Regions from separate parts of the Arachis hypogaea genome. Here all the other regions are linked to region 2. A link is a contact called in public Hi-C data. All regions are on one chromosome and are shown on one strand. Each heading gives the region's core, a stretch centred on a gene start, on an enhancer-like site or on the middle of the called end of the contact. The rest is flanking DNA. Distances are from core to core; before and after follow the strand shown.

What was found. A called contact is a pair of places that touch in the nucleus more often than the background predicts.
Region 1: a contact with region 2 is called in a Hi-C map of leaf, with 2.1 times the contacts expected there. The contact joins the promoter of LOC112776280 here to the enhancer-like site in region 2. A contact is called at or near these places in 3 of 8 Hi-C or Micro-C datasets (all in leaf).
Region 3: a contact with region 2 is called in a Hi-C map of an unstated tissue, with 3 times the contacts expected there. The contact joins the promoter of LOC112776091 here to the enhancer-like site in region 2. A contact is called at or near these places in 3 of 8 Hi-C or Micro-C datasets (leaf and an unstated tissue).

Annotation. Positions count from the first base shown.
Region 1 is chr19:144,450,047-144,454,019 of arahy.Tifrunner.gnm2.J5K5, reverse strand. LOC112776280 (ras-related protein RABF1) reads left to right here and starts at 1,306. Exons shown (of 8, transcript XM_025820376.3): 1 at 1,306-1,691; 2 at 1,914-1,990; 3 at 2,292-2,375; 4 at 2,571-2,665; 5 at 2,788-2,893; 6 at 3,122-3,211; 7 at 3,304-3,390. The coding sequence starts at 1,667.
Region 2 is chr19:144,549,840-144,553,983 of arahy.Tifrunner.gnm2.J5K5, reverse strand. No RefSeq gene overlaps it. Among protein-coding and RNA genes, the nearest start is that of LOC112776575, 45 kb to the left of the region's middle. Within about 2 kb of position 1,558, at least 3 of the 3 cell types and tissues checked have open chromatin away from gene starts, as enhancers often do.
Region 3 is chr19:144,629,655-144,633,851 of arahy.Tifrunner.gnm2.J5K5, reverse strand. LOC112776091 (ATP synthase gamma chain 1, chloroplastic-like) reads right to left here and starts at 2,704. Exons shown (of 1, transcript XM_025820075.3): 1 at 1-2,704. The coding sequence starts at 888. The coding sequence ends at 316. It overlaps LOC112776092 (a long non-coding RNA gene), which reads left to right. Exons shown (of 3, transcript XR_003189789.3): 2 at 3,679-3,903; 3 at 3,984-4,197.

The DNA.
Region 1 (3,973 bases), core at 57-2,556, 100 kb after region 2:
ATTGTAGTCTCCTACCCCTTCCAAATTTATGTGCTCCTGGGGATCATACTTTCCTTCATATTTGAGATCTGTTGGTTTGTCGAAATGCTTAGGCAATCTGACTTGGAGGACATGTGAGACAAACTGGGTTTGTCCCATGATTACATGTTCCCTAGAATCCCTATATCGTCTAGGACTTGGGCTCCTGTTCGGAGTCTATTTCCTTTTAGACTGGGCAGACTGGGAATTAGTTCCCTCTTACCGAGTTCGCCGATGATCACCCTCATGCCAATAACCTTGAGATCTTTCCAGGGTCATCCTTTCCTGGCTATTTCGTCGATATCTAGCTGTATGGCTTCGAGATCGGCATCGCTGAGTTTGCGAACGTTCTTCAAGCTTACGTTCTAACTCATGCATCTTACGCTGCATTTCCTGCATCTTGTGACGCATTTCTTGCATTGCATGGGCATAGTCTACCAGTCCTAATCTGACAATGCAGCGAGCTCTAGTATTGTGCTCGAACCCTATGGGATTTGATGTTTATCAGTGGAATTGGGATCAGTTTCACGACCATCCTCGTGGTGCTTTTCCTTGTGAAGCGTGTTCTAATCAACGGTGGATTGAATTTTGTGATCGGCCATAGTTATGAAACAATTTTAGGGTCCCTACAGACGGTGCCCATGTTCGTACCTAGAGGTTGATACGAATTTATGAGTTATCGAGATCCCGAGATGGATTGTTTTCGCACCAGTCCAGAGGGCAACCTGTAAATGCACTCCAAAACTTAAGTCAGTAGAGTTCTTAGTAGAGATAAAGAATATGTGTGTTACCTGCTTGTGGAGCCCACGTTTTATATATTTTCTTAGTATTCGTTAAGTATTTACTGCCTTGAATATACATTTTATCTCATTTACCCGCCATTTTACCGATTCAATATTATTTTTTAATTCTTACGTTATTCACATTCTTTGTAATGCTGGTAATGTATGATTCCGTTTCGTGTGGTCAAATTCTCGATACTTATTATCATCTAGAACAAGATGCATTGCAAAATAATGAATTGAATCAAATCGGATCGGTTATGTTAAGTAATAAGAAAATTCATTCAATTTCATTCTAGTAGCATCACTTTTGAGTTTGAGAATATTGAGATAACTATAATTTGTTAAGAGATAAGTTAGCAAAAATTTTTATGAATTAATAAGTGTTCTAAAAATATTTATTAAAATAAATATTAAAATTAAAATTTTAATATATTAATGGTATTAAAAAATGAAATTCTTAATTTGCAATATATATAAAATATTCATAATATAATTAATAACTGAGCTAACAAAATTTATTAATTTAATCACATTTAGTCATTATTTTGCGACGAGATTATCCGCCGTCGAAATTCTTGTCCTCACGAAGGCAACGATTTTCACACGGCAGAAAGAAACAGAGCAGAAACAAAACAAATCATCTCAAAAACTTTTCATACTTTGAAGTCAGTTTCAACTTCCAACTTTACAATCAAACCTTCCATTAACGAACCCTTAACTGTACCAGATTGTGTGCTTTGTTGGCCCCAATTTCTTTTTGGGACTCCAACAACCATAACAAAACACACGCACAAAAGGATCCAAATTTCATAGCGAGTGCTGTGAGTTGTGACCGCATCTTCCATTTCTCTCCTCTCTGAACCATGGGCTGTGGCTCCTCCACTCTAGGTACACACAATTCTTTTCAATTTTTATCCAAATTCTTAATTTTTTAGGTTAATTTAGCTCGTGAGCTGAAAAGGGGATTTAAAAAGTTTGGATTTTTCGAGTAATTTTGCTTTTGATTTTGATTTGGGGGTTTTGGTTTATCGGGGTTGGGGCAATTTGGAACATTTTTTTTTGTTCTTGTTTTTAGGTTTGACGAGGGTTTCTGGATGAAATTGAATACAGGTAGGGATTCGAGACCGCTTGGTCGAGACAATTCTGAGAATGGTGGAGGGCAGGACGCCAAGAACCTTCGTGTTAAGGTATTTTATGGATAATGATATTTTTTTCTAAAAATTTTGATCTTGTACGTTTGAATTCGTTTTTTATTAGAAAAGGGAAGTCAGGGAAGTTTCGGTTTTTTTTTTTCGTGTGTGTGTGTGTTGTTGGGGGGGGGGGTGGTTTAAGTTTGGAACTTATTTATTTCCTGGATTTTGTTTACGTTGTGATCAATTATTTAGCTAAACTTAATTTTAATGATGCCGTTAATTGTTAAACCTCCGATATTTTGTTGTTCAATTTTACAAGGCCCAATAACTAACCTTCAAATGTTGTTGAACACAGCTTGTTCTCTTAGGTGATTCTGGCGTCGGTAAAAGCTGTATTGTTCTACGGTTTGTCCGTGGTCAATTCGATCCAACATCCAAGGTACCAATATTGCTTCCGTTACTTCTCTCCAAAACACTTACATAAATTTTCCTAATAAATCTGAGGTAAACGTGTTTATATGGTGTTTGGTCATGCTAAATGCAGCTAAGCTATGCACATTGTCTTTCAGATAGATATGTTATGAAAATTACTTGATAATAGGATTCTTATCTCCTTTAGACTTTGTAATATAAGGTAACTGTTGGAGCATCTTTTTTGTCGCAAACGATAGCACTGCAAGACTCTACAACAGTTAAGTTTGAAATATGGGATACTGCTGGTCAAGAGAGGTAAATCCCTTTTTCTTTCCAGATTACACAGTATATTATTATACAGACAATTTGGAGAACTCAGCTAATGTTATGTTTCTCATCTGGAAATAAAATTTGACTGCTAATGAAATCTATTTCAGGTATGCTGCATTGGCACCCCTATATTATCGTGGTGCAGCGGTTGCAGTTATTGTCTATGATATTACAAGCCCGGAATCTTTCAGCAAAGCACAATACTGGGTTAAGGTAGTTTGGTAGTTATCACATGGTTCTATATTGTGATTTCTTTTTGGGTTTAGTCATTAGGATGTGGGAATCACTGCGAAGTCCTCCCCCTTTGAACTAGCCCTTTGAGTTAGGCTTACAATTCTAAGAATATCTTTTTGTCTGTTACATTGATTAGATTGGAATAGCTTGAGTTTCTACATTTTCTGTCAATTTGTTTCAGGATCTAAAGTATTGTTAATTTTGTAGGAGCTACAAAAGCACGGAAGCCCTGAAATAGTTCTGGCATTGGTTGGTAATAAAGCTGATCTTCATGAGAAGCGAGAGGTGGCTGTTCAGGTATTGCAATACTCCTCAATATATTTCTATTTTTCATTAGAGACTCGAGTCTCTTGTTTTCTCATAGAGTATACTTCATTGTTTCCGTGAAGGATGGCATTGACTATGCAGAGAAGAACGGAATGTTCTTTATAGAGACATCTGCAAAGACAGCAGACAACATAAATGAACTCTTTGAGGTACTTTGATGTTTTTCCCCCCTTCCAATTTATTAATTTTCAAATTAATCATGACTTTTTTTGATAAGGATAGGAATGGATGAACAATAGTGTAAATATTCTAATTATTAGGATGTCCGTGATTGCATGTAACATTCAGTAAGTTGTTGATTGTTTAGAATATGTATGATTGTTGTTTTATTCAAAGAGATTTAACTATTTAAGTATACATGGGTACAGTTATGATTTATGAAAGGCACCCTATTGTCGTTTGGTCTATTTAGTTGACTCTACCAAGTGGGATAACACTTCTTTGTTGTAGTAGTAGTAGTAGCAGTAGTAGTAGTGACCATTCGGATGTAACTGGATTTCAGAATTTCCTGCAATTTGGGAATTTACATGTAAAATATGTATGGTTACAGTTTTATTTGGATGTAAATCCTATTGAATATAAGGTGCAAAAAATAAAAGGGTAATGCGTCAATACTGTTCATGCGAGATGAAGCTTAGTCTGTTTAGCAGTAAATTGTACACAGCAGGCCACAAGAAGTTTGAGTCAAAACATGCTCAAGTATTAAATCTTGTTGGGAATTTGGAATACTGT
Region 2 (4,144 bases), core at 309-2,808:
TATCTTCGAAATGATTTTATAGACAACTAATGAGGACAAACTGATGGGCCTTATCTTAGTCATATCACTCAGAACAACTGAAAATTTGAACAACAAAATCATCATTCCATACCAATGCAAGTCCACCCGCACTACCAAAAGGATCAACAATTTGCCAATTAGAGTAGTTACAAGCCCTGAATGATAAAGAAAAACCAACTCAGAGAAGTGGGATTGAACTATCCCTTTAAGGTTGTGAACTGTTAGGGATCTCCCCGAATTCCGACAACTCTATGATAACATTCTCATGGGTCTTGGGGTGTCATTGACCGGCTAGCACTCTCTACCTTCTGATCAACCATATGTTCTTGTTGAACACACATCTTCTTGGTCACAAGCTCTATACATGCTTCCAGTCTCTTAAGAAGTCTTTTTCTGCCACAAACACCAATTTCTCCTCTTTTTCCATGCTCCTTGAATTTGGATGTGGATTTACTTCTCTTTTGAATTTATGATACAAATAAGGATGTGATGATAGAAAGATAGAAAGATAAAAAGAATAAAATGAGTGAAAAAAGGAGAGAAAGTGATAAAAATGGATTCAGATAAATAAAAGATTTGAAAGAATAAAAAAAAATTAAAAAAATTAAGGTTGAAAAGAAAGAAAGAAAAAGAAAAATTCGTAAAACGACAGCAAAAAGAGTACATACTCTTTATACTCCATTTCAACATTTTTACTTTAAATTTTATTTTAGAATAAACCTCCAAAAGTATTATATATAAAAATTTAAAAAAAAAAGTTGCAAAAAAAAATTTATAAAAGATAAAACCTTAACAATCACATAAGATGATCTCTATTAGCTAAAAACAAATGTTAAAGTTTTGTCCTAATGCTAGAGTAAAAGATAAGATGGCACATAAAGCAGCTAATAACTTTTGGTATTGAATCGAAATAATATTAGATGATTATTATGAAGTGAGTTTTATTTTATATAATTATTTTTATCAATATTTTTAAAAATATTTACTGGTTTATTTTGATACTTTAGCCTTTATTTTAACTGTTAGATGAGAATTTTTTGGGTGTCTAGTTAGATGGGAATTGCCACCAAATTTTATGCACATCGTTTTTTCTTTGGACAGATAAGTTTTTTTTATTGTCTATGACAGGTTAACGACTAATCCGTTACTACATATACACAGCAGAATTCGAACTCTTTTAACTCACTCATTTATTTAAGCGAATAAGTGAGCTGACTCGACCAATCCAAATTAATTCTTTGAATTGGTATTTTTTTTGGTTTTTTTTTTTTTTTTGTCAGGCTGGTATACTTGAACTGGTAATGTATTCCTACATGGATACACTATTTTTGTTTTGGATGTCGAGATGAATGCCTATAAGGATTAGTGCTGTTTACCACTGCCTTTTTGTTCAATACTGAAAGTAAAAAACTGAAAAACATGTTTTTTTTATGATGAGAAAAACCTTAATTTGGAGTTGGACTACTTACTTTGTGATGTTTGAAAGATGGATCGTCCGTGGTGAGGCCTTGAGCCCAGTTTAAATTATATGGTTCTCTTTTTTTGGAAAGCTGATTATATGTTCTTCTTAAATCATATTCTGGGCCGTATAAAAATCTCATGGATGGCAACTTCATGAAAACAAAAAAGATGACGCATAAAAAGTTAAAAACACATAGTTCACGATAAACCTTCCTATTTAAATTGTAATCCTTTATTGTGGCCCATAACAATGACCAAAACAAAAAACAAACAATACACCTTCAAGAGGGAATACCGAATCGCCAACCTCAAAGCAAAGAAGCTTAGAAGCAGCCCTCTCAGGCCGAGCTGATGACGATCCTAAAGAGTGAAGCACCCCGAAAATTGGCAGCAGCAGAACAACGAAAGCTTGCACAGCGGGACCCAGTCAATATCATGAGAGAGTGAAGAGGATAGGTATCTTAGATACCACACCAATTGAAGGAAGGTAGTCCCTAATTCCTCTCCTGGTTACATCGCAAACAATCTTCACTTGACAGGGGAGGAGATGGAGGAGAAAGCGTTCAGCAATGTCGCTGAGAGTGAGAGGGAGACTGCAGCTGGAGGGAATATAATTTTACTATGTTATGCATTAATCAAATTAGTTGAAACTTTGTAGCTAACTTTTTCAAAATAAAGTTTATAGTGTAATTTATGAATCTTGCATGTTAATTTTATTAGAAAAACATTTTTTTAAATAATTACCAAAATTAGTTCATGAGAATTTTAAAATTAGAGATTTTAGTCCGTCAGATTTTAAAATATATAGAATAGTTTCTAATGTTTATCTCCAATAGCAGTTATCCTCTGTTAATCATTAATGATGATTGCTAATGTGAAACATTAACTAATACAGATAGCTGTTAAGTGTCCACATGCACGAACTAGCTAGATAAATCAGTCCTCACGGTGAAAGATAAAACAGTTTCCGAAAAATTTAAAAAGTTTTAAAACAGTTCTTGAAAAAATTTAAAAGGAAAAACAATCATTTATACTGATGAACTTTACGAACACGGACAAAATTACCCACTAAAGAAGGAAACTAATGTTATACCTATCAAAGGTTGGTTTCGTATGACAAAAATACCCAAATTCTAATTTTTTTTGTTGACTTTTTAATAAAATTTTCAAATTACCCACACTCTTTATCTTCAACTTCATTTCTATTCCCTCTTCTTTCCCAAATCCCTTGTTTCGAAGCACCTCCGCCAACACTTTCAACAAATCTTGCAGCCCAAACACCCCACTTTCATTTTTCACCATTACAAAGTCCTCATTCCCCTTCCCTTCCCCGTAACCCTCCTATGTTCGAATCCCTTTCTTTGTCATCCCTACACCCGCCACCGATCCCTCTCCTTCCGGCGGCTTGTAACTTATTATACTCGTCACATGAATGTCCATCATCGAATACATATTGTTTATTCTGTCCATCATCAACCCAAACTCATCGTTCTTCCACCACGCCTTTACGAACACAAACAGAAGCCTGATTCCGCCGCTGAGGAGGCTGGATAGGTAGCCGACAGTAGCCACGAATACTCCAAACTTCACATGTTTCACCAAGTCAAGCGCAATCATGCGAGAGAAGAGGTAGCGGTCGCACCGAGACCGTCGTCAAAATTGAAGAAGGGGATCGCGCCGAGAGAACAACTCACGGTGGTGGAGTCGTGCGATACAACGGCTGCCGGTGAGGCGGGGCCTTCGATGATGACGTTCGATTTGACGATGATGTCATCTTCGGGAGGTTCGTGTAGCAACAGGGAGACGTTTCGAAGGGTAACAGTTGAGGATTGGAAGCAAAAGTGGCGGACAACGGAGTATTAGGTGTGTCAGATACAGAAGAGGGTAGAGTTTCAGAGGTGGTAGGGATGTTTGGGTGGCAATTGTTGTGAAAGTTTGGCATTTGGGGAAGAAGAAGTGATGATGAAGTTGAAATTAAAGATAAAGATTAAGGGTAATTTGAGAATTTTATTAGAAAGTCAATAAAAATTTATGGTTTGGGTACTTTTGCCGTACGAAACCCATCTTTGATGGGTACAACATTAGTTTCCTTCTTTGATGAGTACTTTTATTGGTGATCGTAAAGTCCATGAATACAAATGGTTATTTTTTCATTTTAAAATAGTCCCTTCAAATATTTTTAGTTTTTTTCAAAAGTCAATATTTTATAATATTTTTATTAATCAGAATAATAAAATATTATTAAACATATATAATAAATAAAAAATATAAAATATATACTAAAAATTAATTTTATTTATTAATACTAAAATATTAACATTATTTAATTATTAACTTATAATACTTACATCTAGGTAGGGTAGAAGCCATAATAATAACTTCTAAATATAAGATGTCATTGTATTATGAAGATCATTATTTATATGCTTAAACTCTTAAAATATTGATACCAAATAAACTTAAAAAAATATTCATAAGTTAAAAAAAATATTTTTTCTTGTCATAATTACTAATTGTAGTAGCAATATACAGCTTTAACTATAAGCTTATTTTGTGCAACGTTACGATTAGTGAATCACAAAACTTTCTAAAAAACATGAACAAAACACTTAGATTTGTCAAGATATTTCGTATTCAAGTATGGCAAAGTATTAGGAGTTTC
Region 3 (4,197 bases), core at 1,455-3,954, 79 kb before region 2:
GTTTTCGATTGGATTGAATTTTACCAATTTAAAGTAATGGAATAATGTAGTGTAAGAGACACACTTCCTTGTGACTAGGGCAAAATAATTCAGCATGCTCTGTTTTGCTTAATTAATCAATGATAGGGATATATTAAAATGAAGGATATCACAACCACTGTCTAAAATTATGGTAACTGAAAGAAAGAAATAGAACATGATAAAAATAAATCATTGGGAGATGGATCACAATTATAATAAACCGGATAGTAGCAATAAGGAGCAGATGGTGGAGCAGAAGGAGTAGTAGTGTAATAGCAAACATAGTTTAATAGCTTAGCATTTTTGTTCCAATATGGAGATTACAAGAAACCTATGGTTGGAGTTGTTTCTTGGCGACAGTGGAAGTAAGGTGTGAATCATAGGTTCTGATTTCACCAATGACACAAACTTTGTGTATAAGAGTTCTACTTTGTCAACCTCTTCACTGATAAACAACGAGAAGGCATCATCAGCAATTGCCTGAGTCTCTTTCGCATTTGGGAGTGATCCTCCTTCTAAAAACCGATCAACTGGTATATAAGGCCTACGGAGGAAGTAAGAGTTACCCTTCTTGCCAACACTAATGATAGTGTAGTCAAGACCAAGATCCTTCAATTCAGCAATTCTTTCTTCGGCTTTCTTGATGATGTTATTGTTGAAACCACCACAAAGACCTCTATCACCAGTGCACACAACCAGTGCTACCTTCTTCATTGGCCTAACTTTTGTGAGTGGGACATCAATTTCCTCAGTTTGGAGCTGCTCGTTGATGTTGTAAAGGACCTCAACAAGAGTCTCTGAGAAGGGTCTTCCATTAACAACAGCTTCTTGAGCCCTTCTGACTTTAGTGGCAGCAACAAGCTTCATTGCTTCTGTGATCTTCTATGTGTTCTTGACAGATTCTATGCGGTTTCTGAGCTCTCTGAGACCACACTGTACTTGGGTGACAGAAGAACGTGAGAGGCTGCATGAGGGTGAGTTTTGTGAAGGGAGCTGAAAAGGGTTGATAACAGAATGGAAGGAGAGGTTGGAGGCATCAGAAAGAGAAGGTTTTGAGGACACCAACATAGTGAGATTGGAACAAGACATTATTGCAGATGGAGTAAAGGCTAAGCTATTATTGGAACAAGAAACCTATTAACATTAATATATTATTAAACTATTAAACTATGGTTATATATTATATCAACCATAGGTTTAGTGAGAAAAAGGTTTGGTTGTAGTTGTTTCTTGTAATCTTGTACTTATGGTTTGCAGTTCCATTTGATAATTTTGGCTGGTTGATGTGTCTAAAGATGTGGGTTTTTTTTTCTTTGAGAAAAAGGAAGGAGGGGGCATTCTATTTTTTCAAGTGTGTTACCCATTGGCTAATATTATGGTTAATTGAAAAATGCAGCCAGCAGTTCAAAAATAAATAAATAAACTGACATGAACACATTTGGAAATTTAGCTTCATTGAACTAAGCTAGAAAGTTGCAGCTCTTTAATTACAACTTTTATGAATATAATGTTTACCCAAGTAACTATTCTCTATATATGTCACTCTTTCTATGGTTGATTTTAGGTGTTAGGTTATGACTTGATGATTGAACTTGGTAGGGATGAATATGGTATTTCGTTACTTAAGACTGAAATAATAACATTAAAAGGTTCAATTGACACTGAGGAAGATGCCCTGTCTTAATTATTTTGATGAGCATGGAGTTATATGAGACGTTATGTTCTTAGTGATTGACTCATTAGTGATATTTTTAGTGATTGACTCATTAGTGAGGTTGTAATTCAAATTGGTCCACTTTAATCATTTTCTTCTTGATTTGGTACCAATTTACTGTTTTGTTTTGTGTTAGTGATTTTTAGAATCATATGTAATAATTTGGATTTTTTTGAGAATTATGATGTTTATGTATTTTATTTAAAATGAAGAGATGATAAAGCATTTTGTGAATTTTTGGCTTTTCTTGTCTTCGTGGTAGACCAAGTGAAAGTGACTTGTATATTACTACAAAAGATTTTATCATCTTTTCTATTATTAGAACAATTGATAACAAGTTAATGGAATTTGTATAACCCAAAAACTGTACCTCTGACTTAGTGATGTGCATTAAGCCGTTTTCTTAATTTATTGTATTTTATTTTTCTATTTCAAAGGCCAATGATTAGTTTAGAATTAGCCTGACTCCAGTCTTTGCTAATGACTTGCACCTATAAAACTGGTCAAAATTAGCTGTAACAATTATTTTTTGATCAGATGTTTAATATGGTTAAATGTTCATGTTCATTGATACTCAAAAATCTAATTTTTAGGTTAATGTGATTTTTGTTGATTTCTCATAATGTGGGCATTTGTTTATTTTCTGATGATATGAATCTCCTTTATTTTTCTTTTTTCATTTTCAAGGGAAACAATGAAACAAAGAGTTTTGTTTTCCATTGTTCAGCATCTGTCACAATCCAATTGCATCTTTATGGTTATTTTTGGCTGCACAAGAATAAATATATTTATAGTTACTTTCACATGTATGTGATCACATATGACACTTCCATCATATAATGTTATGGGAGGATATTAACCACATATATATATATATATATAGCTAGTAGGGGTATTCAAAACCGATCCGGACCGAAATAAACTGACGGACCGAACCGAAAAATCGAGAACCGAATTAACCGAAAACCAAAAAAACTGAAAAACACTAATTTTGCTGTTTTTTGTGCGGTTCGGTTTGGTTTTCGGTTTTGACTCTGAAAACCCTAACCGAACCGAACCGAACCGGTTCGGAAAAAACCCTAAAAATGCCTAACCCCACCCCCCAGACCCCCACTCCCCAAATGAACAAAGTTGCTGCCTGCGCGAGTGTGAGAGCGCCCCCCCCCCCCGGCCGTCCCTGGCCCTAACCCCCCAAACTCCCAATCCGTAACCTGCGGCTGCGCTCTCTACTCTCTAGTCTCTACTACTCAATCGCTCTCGCTCTCTCTTCTCCAAATCCCCAAAGCACGACGCCACCCACAGCACCACGCCGAAGCCTTCCTCTTCACGGAGACGCCACCAACAGCACAACGCCGTCGCCCACGCACAGCACCACGCCGTCGTCGTTGAGATGCCACCACCCAGCGCCAGCAGTGTTTCTGGGTTCTCCCACTCAGCGCCACTATCATCAGTTCAACCCACTCCCAGCACAGCAGCACCTCCGAGTCTCCCAGTCAGCCTTCCTCCCAAGTCAACATGGAGCCCGAGCCACCGATTCAGGTAATTTGCTGTTTATTGATGTTTACTGTCAATATGGAGCCCGAGTCAATATGAACCATTTGCTGTTTACTGGTGGTTGCTGTTTAGTGTTTATTACTGTTTATGGTTGCTATTTATTGTTGTTTAATTTGAACCATTTCAAGTTAATATGATTGCTGTTTATTGCTGTTTAATTTGCTGGTTATTAAATTATTGTTCAGTGTATTGAGATCAGTGTATTGTTCAGTTTATTATTGATAATTTGGTATTGCTGGATTGCTGGTTATAGATTTATTTTTCAGTTTATTGCTGGAATGCTGGATTAATAGAAACATAAACGGTTAATTTATAATCTATGTTATTGAAAAGAAGTTTGATTATCATAGTAATGCAGTTTCTAAATGGCATAATAATCAATCATGCAGTGATCTATCCTATAACTTTTTGGAAGGAGCAATCCCAGAAAGTCTTGGAGAGTTGACATCATTACAGAGACTATAAGATTGTCTAAAGTTGAAGAAATGAAACTTATAAGACAATGAGAAATCAGTACTAAAGTTGTGTGGATGCAGGAACCTAAATGGGAATAGGCTGTCTGGAAGTGTTCCAGCAAGTCTAGGAGGAAGACTATTGCACAGAGCTAGCTTCAAGTATGTTATGTTATTATGAATGGATGATTAATGTTCAGAATAACACAATGTAATGTTGATATTGTTTTGGGTGCACGCAGTTTTACGGATAACAGAGGACTGTGTGGTATACCTAGTTTACCTAGCTGTGGACGTGGTCTCTCTGGGGGTGATAGAGCGGGCATTGGATTAGGTGTTAGTTTCATGGCGGTGGCACTTGTGGGGGGGGGGGTCAGTTTGCTGGTGGAGAAGGCGCAACAACATTCTGAGAGCTCAACAAATTGCAGGAAAGTCAGCAGCATATTAATCCATTCA